2 separate regions of the Bos taurus genome follow, and region 2 is linked to region 1. Evidence: chromatin contacts called from public Hi-C data. All regions are on one chromosome and are shown on one strand. Each heading gives the region's core, a stretch centred on a gene start, on an enhancer-like site or on the middle of the called end of the contact. The rest is flanking DNA. Distances are from core to core; before and after follow the strand shown. Region 1 has its middle 150 kb from the start of LYZL1. Region 2 has its middle 21 kb from the start of BAMBI.

What was found. A called contact is a pair of places that touch in the nucleus more often than the background predicts.
Region 2: a Hi-C map of liver shows a contact between it and region 1, with 2.3 times the contacts expected there. The contact joins two enhancer-like sites. A contact is called at or near these places in 2 of 11 Hi-C or Micro-C datasets (liver and skeletal muscle).

Annotation. Positions count from the first base shown.
Region 1 is chr13:35,643,554-35,647,956 of ARS-UCD2.0, reverse strand. No RefSeq gene overlaps it. Among named protein-coding and RNA genes, the nearest start is that of LYZL1, 150 kb to the right of the region's middle. Within about 2 kb of position 1,261, at least 8 of the 102 cell types and tissues checked have an H3K27ac peak or open chromatin away from gene starts, as enhancers often do. A contact at or near this core is called in liver, where this site is marked.
Region 2 is chr13:36,047,813-36,052,320 of ARS-UCD2.0, reverse strand. No RefSeq gene overlaps it. Among named protein-coding and RNA genes, the nearest start is that of BAMBI, 21 kb to the right of the region's middle. Within about 2 kb of position 2,435, at least 1 of the 102 cell types and tissues checked has an H3K27ac peak or open chromatin away from gene starts, as enhancers often do. A contact at or near this core is called in liver, where this site is marked.

The DNA of each region.
Region 1 (4,403 bases), core at 12-2,511:
ACTCCAGTAACAGATGTCAGTGTTCAGTGTTCATATATCTGAGGAGAGGAGAAAGAAATGGTAAGCCACTCCAGTATTCTTCCCTGGGATAATCTTATGGACAGAGGAGCCTGCGTGCTACAGTCCATGGGGCCGCAGAGAGTCAGACACGACCCAGCGACTAAAAAACAACATTATCTGAGGAGGGAGGAAAATTGAAGCCCATCTGTGTCATCAAATTCCACTCAAGTGGAAAGAACCACAATGGCTTTTTTTTTTCCCCCAGAAGAGTGAACTATGTATTGGAAATTGTGTGCCAGATATTGGGGATTTTTAATGGCAAAAAAAGGAACCCTAAGGCACCAACAGCTTTGATGCAGCTAGTAGCGCTAGAGCCGGAGGATCAAAGGAAAAAGGATGAAATTACTGAAGTGTGGAAGCTTATTTTCCTGGGCTTCAAAATCACTGCAGACAGTGACTGCAGCCATGAAATTAAAATGCTTCCTCCTTGGAAGAAAAGCAACGACAAACCTAGACAGCCTATTAAAAAACAGGGACATTACTTTGCCTACAAAAGTCCCTAAACTCAAAGCTATGGTTTTTCCAGTAGTCATGTATGGATGTCAGAGCTGGACAATAAAAAAGGCTTAGTGCCGAAGAATTGATGCCTTCGAACTGTGGTGTTGGAGAAGACTCTTGAGAGTCCTTTGGACAGCAAGGAGGTCAAACCAGTCCATTCTAAAGGAAATCAGTCCTGAATATTCACTAGAAGGACTGATGCTGAAGCTGAAGCTCCAATCCTTTGGCCACCTGATGCGAAGAACTGACTTCTGGGAAAAGACCCTGATCCTGGGAAAGATTGAGGGCAGGAGGAGAAGGGGGTGACAGAGGATGGGATGGTTGGACGGTATCACTGACTCTATGGACATGAATTTGAGCAAGTTCTGGGAGAGTGGTGAAGGACAGGGAAGCCTGGTGGGCTGCAGTCCATGGGGTCACAGAGTCAGACAGGACTGAGCAACTGAACAACAGAAGCTTGGAGGAAGGCTTGTGGGGCCAAAACTTGAACCTCGGGGAAGAGGCCCCCCCTCGTGCTGCTGCCTCAGGAACTTTGAGGGGATTCCCCTCAGTAACTTTGGTCAGGTGTCCTACGGGGACACAGTGAGGCTGGGTCTAGCAGCGCGGGGAATATCTGCCAGTGGAGTCCAGGGCTGCGACCGAAACAGCCACCCTGTCCAGACGCAAACCAGGCAGCCAGCCTCTTCTCCCTCCGGCAGCCTCACAGCCTCTCTCCTGCCCCCTGCTGGTAGAGCTTCACATATCTCCTGCCGGCAAAAGCGAAATGCAGTCCAGGCATCACAGAGCCAATTGTAAAAGGATGGGTTTAAACTTGACAGACAGCACCTTCACCATCAGCGCACCATCTCTGCCGTCTGCACGAGGTCGGGTGTATTTTATTATGCTGTCATTGTGAGTTATTGGAGTTTTAGGGAAATGAGCTATGCTGAGGCCTCAAGTGTTTATCTTGTTTTACCCCAGCAGGTTATGTCTGTGGAAGAAATATGGGTACATTGATAGCAAAAGAAAATTAACCCTCAGAGGAATCATAGAAAAGAGAGTCACTTAGAGAAGCAAAAACTTATTCCTTTTATTCCCGTTTTCAACCTATGTTTTACTACTTGAGGAACTGCCTTATCTTAGCTTGTTTAAAAGCCCATTCTACTTTCCTGTATCATCAGACAGGCATTCCTGTCCCTAGATCCCAAACTAGCATCACTGGAGCATCAGTCCACTGTACAGAGGCTCTGAAGGCTGTCTGCGATTCACACACTCCAACACGACCCTCTGTCTAAATACAGACAGACTCCCAGGGAGATTTTCCTCAAGTGACCTGTGGTTAATCTGGTTACTTGCAAACAAACATTCCCTCTAGTTTTAGTTTGCTTCATTTCTCTGTCTCTGCTTTTCTTTACCACTATATAAGGACGGGCTCAAATTGTGTTTCAAATTTCATTACAAATTTCATCACAAGTCAAATTTCACTATAATGAACTCTGCTGTGGTGTCTAAATTATTTTTATTATTGTGCAGTTTGTTATATCTAATGAGGTTTATTGTTAATCAAGCTTTTATTTGGGTTCCAGAATCCTCATGGTACAATGAGAACCAATTGAATCAGTGAGGTTTGTTTTATGATAAATGAGTTATTTATATATGGTAGAGTGGTTAGGGTTGTTCAAAACCAGCCAAAGAGATGAGAGTCCTCTGTGCTAAAAATTTACACTAAAGTAAGAAGCACAGGCACTGCCATCTATGCAGTTAAACATTCTTATACATTTGCCAATATAGAGCAACCAGTGTAAACCAAGACCGAAGCAGAAGCATGATGTCAATTAAGCATAGACTTTGCTGTCTCTTAGGAATAATAATAAGGACTTCAACGCATGAAATGCTTTATACTGACAGTTGTCAATCAGGCTTCTTCAGGTGCAAACCGTAGAAACACTCCTCAGTGGCACTAGTGATAAGGAACCCGCCTACCAACACAGGAGGCATAAGAGACACAGAGTCGATTCCTGGGTTGGGAGGATCCCCCGGAGGAGGGCATGGCAACCCACTCCAGTATTCTTGCCTAAAGAATCCCAAGGACAGAGGAGCCTGGTGGGCTACAGTTCATAGGGTTTCAAAGAGTCGGAAACCACTGGGGCAAGTTAGCATGCGTGCAGCATGTATAACTAGACACAAAGTTTATTGAAAAATATTTAACAGTTCATAGAGTCTCTGGAAGCACCAGAGGCACAGTTTTAGAAGCAATCCTGCCAGGCTTCTCTGTCCATGGGATTCTCCAGGCAAGAATACTGGAGTGGGCTGCCATGTCCTCCTCCAGGGGGTTTTCCTGACTCAGGGATTGAGCCGCATCTCTTTATGTCTCCTGCATTGGCAGGTGGGTTATTTTACCACTAGCACCGCCTGGGAAGCCCAGTGCCTCCAGGAACAGTGTCCACATCAAACTCCAGAAGCAGACCTGTGAAAGATGCCATGGCCACACTAAAGAATGGTCATAATGTTTCAGTGGAACAAGATGGATAATCTCTAGAGACATCTGTGCAACCTTGTACCTATGCCCAACAGTAGTGTGCTATGCTCAAAAAACTGTTGAGAGGGTAGATGTCATGTTAAGTGTTCTTACAAAAACTCAACAACATTGTGAAAAAAAAAAATCAAGAATGCAGGTCATGGGCATTGAACAGTGTCTCTTTGATGTGAGTTTGGGCCCCTCGTCCTAGAAAGGCTGCCCCTGCTGTCTCCAGAAGCCTGAGGTATCTGCTTCCACTGTGGAGTCCTGCCTGGCATTGCCTTCTGATACAGCTCTATGTGGCTGCCTCTCGTTGGTTGAAGACTAGATCCACCCCCTGCGCCTTGGCTGCCTGTGAGATGGAACAAGCATGCTTCTGCCCGCATGGAAGCCTGGAGGAGCAGGTCTGGAGGCATTGACACATGAGACGCTCGCGTGCATGCTCAGTCGCACAGTCATGCCCGACTCTTTGCAATCAAATAGACTGTAGCCCACCAGGCTCCTCTGTCCATACTGGAGCAGGGTGCCATTTTCTTCTCCAGGGCATCTTCCCCACCCAGGGATTGAACTAACATCTCCTGAAGCTTCTGCACTGGCAGGCTGATTCTTTACCACTGAGCCACCTGGAAAGCCACTAACACATAAGATAAGGAATCCCAAACACAAGAGGGGGTATTTAAAGGTCCCAGCCAGTGAAAAGCAATGGAAAAGGTGTAAGTCATTGCTCAAAGTGTGGTACTTAGTCTCTGCATGGTGATAACTCTGGGTGCTGAAGGAAAATGAAGATTTCTGAGCCCTTCCCCTAGATATTATAAACTAGAATCCCTTCAGGGAAATCAGAGGCCTGCATTTTCCACAGGGTCCTTGGGTGACTAGGATGAATGCTACAAAGGGGGAATGCCCACACAGTTTATATTTTCAAAAGCACTTTGAAAAACTGTAGTTAACTGACCTTTAGAACTGAATAGGAAAAAGATAAATGGTTCTTTCTGTCAGAGATCAAAATCTCTGTAATTCTGCATAGAAAGGTCTTCTGCTGTGGGCAAGACAGGTAAGAAATGTCGTTCTTCATTCCACACGAGGGCCACCAAAGGAGGAAGAAATACAGAACTATGGTGTGAAGAGCTTAACCTCTGAGGCTAGAGTTTGAATGCATTCTATCTCGATTAGCATGGGTATCAGACTGTATTTTCCCAAAGGTGGCCACAACAATATTTCCCAGCCCACACGGTCTTATAGAAGCTTTTAAAATCTTGACCTTCCCCACCCCCCATCAAGAAACGGAGGTCATTTTTCCCCATACTGAATCTGGCGGGCCTTTGTGACAGCTTCAGCCAATTGAATGTAC
Region 2 (4,508 bases), core at 1,186-3,685, 400 kb before region 1:
AAGGCAGCTGCTTGAGAGTCAATGCTGACACTTTCTGACTCAAAGGAGGAGTGAGGAATTCGAGTTCTGTGATGATGGTGTAATTAGACACCCTCTGAGCCTTGAACAGCCACCGTCGCCAGTGACACCCGAGAGGACCTGTGGATGGGGCCTGATATTTCTTCCAGGGGCTCGTGAGTACCTGATTCAACATGAGCTCTGGAAGCCTTCTGCTGATGCCAGATGAGGTCTGCACTCAGCAACGTTGCAGGATCAGGGCTGGGAGGGTTTATTTTTGTAGAAAACTGAATCGGGATTGGGCTTAAAACCAGAAGACGGTGACGTATCTAGACTGGAGCTGGGAAAATATCCCCCATGTCCAGAGCCTTCTTGTGGCATCTCCTCCCTCGGAGTTTATTTGGGGTGGTGATGCTGCAAGTTCTCAGACTTTGCAGAAACCTCCTGTATTTTGTGGCCTTCCTGCACCAAGCTTCCAGAAATTTGTATTAAAGCCAGCCTGCATTTACAGTATTGGAGGGTTGCCATCTGGTCCGAGTTCTCTTATAGTCCGAGCAGCTTGCCTGGAGAAATTTGGGTTTGGGATAGTTGGAGGTAGGACCCTGCGATAAGCTTCCAGACCTTCAGTCGTTTGGTGAGAGCTTCTCCCTTGTTGAGGAAGGATTTACTGCTCAGAAGCACTCAGAATATACAATAGGTGTCCTCTCCGGCTCTTCCCCGTTGAGCTACCCAGCTCACTCCCTCACCTCCCCCAGACCTCACTAAGATGGTCATTTGTAGAGAGGTATCCCTTGGTCGGGCTTCCTCAGCTGGTAAAGAATCTGCCTGCAATGCAGGAGACCCCAGTTTGATTCCCGGGTCAGGAAGAGCCCCTGGAGAAGGGATAGGCTACCCACTCCAGTATTCTTGGGCTTCCCTGGTGGCTCATATGGTAAAGAATCCCCCTGCAATGCAGGAGACCTGGGTTCGATCCCTGGGTTGGGAAGATGCCCTGGAGGAGGGCATGGCAACCCACTCCAGTATTCTTGCCTGGAGAATCCCATGGACAGAGAAGCCTGGGGGAGGGGGTTGTGCAGCTACAGTCCAAGGGGTCGCAGAGTCAGATACGACTGAGCGACTAAGCACAGCACAGCATCCCTTGGTTACTCCTGACAATGGCTCATGGCTCCCTGCTTCCCTCCCCGCTCTCTTCTTCCACCTGAGTACTTGTTACCACCTGGCATCTCCTTATGTTAGTCAGCTATGTTTTGCTGTCAGTCTGCCTTCATGAGAATGCAAGTTCCAAGACATATTTGAGTTTCTCGCTGTCTCCGTGATCTGGTCCGGTTCCTGGCATGTGGTACCTGCCCTGCTAATACTTGTTGAGTGCATGCATGCCATGCTCACCTGAGTGTACCCACCTTCATTGTGTGACTCCATTCGCTAGGTTGTCCTCTTTTCTCTTTTTCATCTACCAAGTCCTGTCTTTGCTTTAAAGCCCAAGTCAGTGCCAATTTCTCCCTGGTCCTTTTCCTGGTTTTATGTTCTCAAGAGTATTATAGAGTTCTTCCGCCACCCTCCCCCCACCCCACACCACCCCCACCACTCCTGGCAGGAGTTACGGAATTAGAATCAAATACAGAAACCTGAACTTTTTTCCTTTCTTCCTGGTCTCTGCATATGTGCTTAGTCGCTTCAGTTGTGTCTGATTCTTTGCAGCCTCACTGGTAACCCGCCAGGCTCCTCTGTCCATGGGATTCTCCAGGCAAGAATACTGGAGTGGGTTGCCATGCCCTCCTCCAGGGGATCTTCCCAACTCAGGGATCGAACCCACCTCTCTTATATCTCCTGCATTGGCAGGTGGGTTCTTTACCACTAGCACCACCTGGTCTAATCAGCCTCACAACTTCTCAGTGACTCTTTTAGCTCCAAGAGACGCTTAGTTGTTCCTGAAACTATGAATGTTTATATGCCAACAAAAGTTGGGGTGAGGCAGGGTCGGCTTCTCAGTTGACTGTGTGGACATAAAGAAAGGAGAGAAAACCATTTGGTCTTTAAGCTGATTAACACCGTTGAAGTGTGCTTTGGGTAGATTCAAGTGTCCTGGTGCTACTGGAAATAAGGAATATATTTTCTTGCTGGTTTTCACTGCATTAGATCATGTTGTTTTAACCCAAGGGCCTCAGGAAGTGCAGGGTAAATTGAAACACTCAATCAAGTTAAAAAAAAAAAAGACCTTAAATGGAGTTATGGTTGATTGTGCCACAAATGTTAAAGTTCAAGTTGACATTCCAGCCTGAGCTCGTAATGTTATTACTGAGGACCCCGTAGCAGGGGGAGGGAGAGAGGGGGTATCAGACTTCAACACACTGGTTGTGACTTTTGTTACTTTAGAAGAAAATGAACCTTGTGATAACCTAACTCTTCTGTGTTTATTTATTTTCTCGCCTGTTCAAAGGTCAGTCCGGGCTGGACAGCAAGTGTCCATATACTTTGCTATTTGCTCGGTGGGCCTCAGCTGGTGGAGCAGAAGCGCCTTAGGGGAAAACTGCAGTCCCCCTGGCCCCTGCCCTGGCCACCCCATCTCTGCAGCACTGGCTGACTTGGGGTGGGATGGGTGGTCCTGTAGCCTAGAGGACACGCATCCCAGAGACTATAGCATCTGGCATTATCTCTGCATGCTGTTGACCTGGGAACACACACAGCGAGTCTGCAACATCTCAGTTCAAAGACTGACAGTAAACCATTGCCCATGGAATGAGCCAGTCCCAGTAACACCACTGTGTTTGGGGAGCTGGACTTTTCAAAGATAGCAGGTTGCCTTTGGGCATAATTAAGGATGGGAGAAGTCTGTGACAGTATCTTCCTGGTTCTTCTTCCTTCATCCTCATCCTCCTGGTCACGGTCCCTCCTCAAATGTCAGCCCCTGTTGTTCAGTTGCCCCATCATGTCCAGCTATTTGCGACCCCATGGACTGCAGCATGCCAGGCTTCCCTGTCCATCACTATCTCCAGGAATTTGTTTCAACTCATGTCCATTGAATTGATGATGCCATCCAACCATCTCATCCTCTGTCACCCCCTTCTCTTCCTGCCTTTGATCTTTCCCAGCATCACTGTATTTTCCAGTGAATCAGCTCTTCACATTAGGTGGCCAAAGTATTGGAGCTTCAACTTCAGCATCAGTTCTTCCAATGAGTATTCAAGGTTGATTTCCTCTAAGATTGACTGGCTTGATCCCCTTGCAGTCCAAGGGACTCTTGAGAGTTTTCTTCAGCACCACAGTTTGAAAAGCATCAATTCTTCTGCACTCTGCCTTCTTTATGGTCCAGCTCTCACAACTGGATGTGACTACTGGGAAGACCATAGCCTTGACTATACTGACCTCTGTTCACAAAGTGATGTCTTTGCTTTTTAACTCACTGTCTAGGGTTGTCAACCCCTTAGAATATAGTAACTGATCATCATGGCTTATGAAACAGCTTCTTGGGTGATACTTAGTTGATCCTTGTGACGTTCCCAGGCGGCAGGAATTATCATCATGACCTCTGTTTGGTCAACAAGAGAACACAGGGAGACCCTGAAGCAGGAAACACTACTTGGTCTCACTTCTTAGACCATATGACCCGGGCAGCACATAGCCCCTGCCTGGAGCCCCCGGAGTCCCAGGGTCACCCTCACCAGACAAGGGCAACATAACAAGGAAGGCAGGTGCATCTCCCACGATGGGCATTGTTTCAGGTTCTTGGCACACAACACCTCGTTCTTCTTCCCAGTAACCTTATAAAGCAGCTATTCTAGTCTCGTTTTTAAAATAAAAAAAATAAAGGCTTAGGAAGACGTGAAGACTGCCACCAAGTGTATGACAAACAAACAGCTCCATTAAATCCATTTTATTAAAAAAAAAAAAACTGGAGGAATCACGACCCCAGTGTGGCGTTGCCAGGAGGCAGGTGGTGTTTGGAGACTAGAGTGCACCTGTCCACAGCCCCCGAACCCTGGGGGAGAAATGCTTTGGGTGGATGTAGGGCCAGGAGGTTTATAAGCAGAAAAGCATCTCTGTTGGACCATTAACTCAAAAGCCAGCAATTTGCATCTCAAACCAATGCAGTATTGAAGAACAGGTGTAGGTGCTGCCAGATTTAGGTGAGAAAGTCGCTGGTTGACTGCGTGAAACCCCAGCCAAGGAAACATCAAGGCAGAGCCCCACTGACAACTCTGGATGGCTCTCAGTTTGCTAGAAATCATTTTGCCAAAACCTTAGTACATGTTTGTCAAACGCTTATTTTAATAATTTTTTTCTCCTTTTACTATGGCTGTTTGCACCCCAGTCCACACACAGACCAGCCTTTGCCCTTCTCTGCTCCGTCACTGCCTTCCTTCTAGGCCCAGCCTGTCTCTTGCCTACTGGGACTGGGAGGCTAGTGATCCAACTTTCAGGTTGGCCAGAAAGCCATTGATAGCTGTCCTTCCTTTTGCCCTTAGAATCTTGTCACAGGGCCTCAGGCTTGCTGGGACAGGAGTTTGATGATC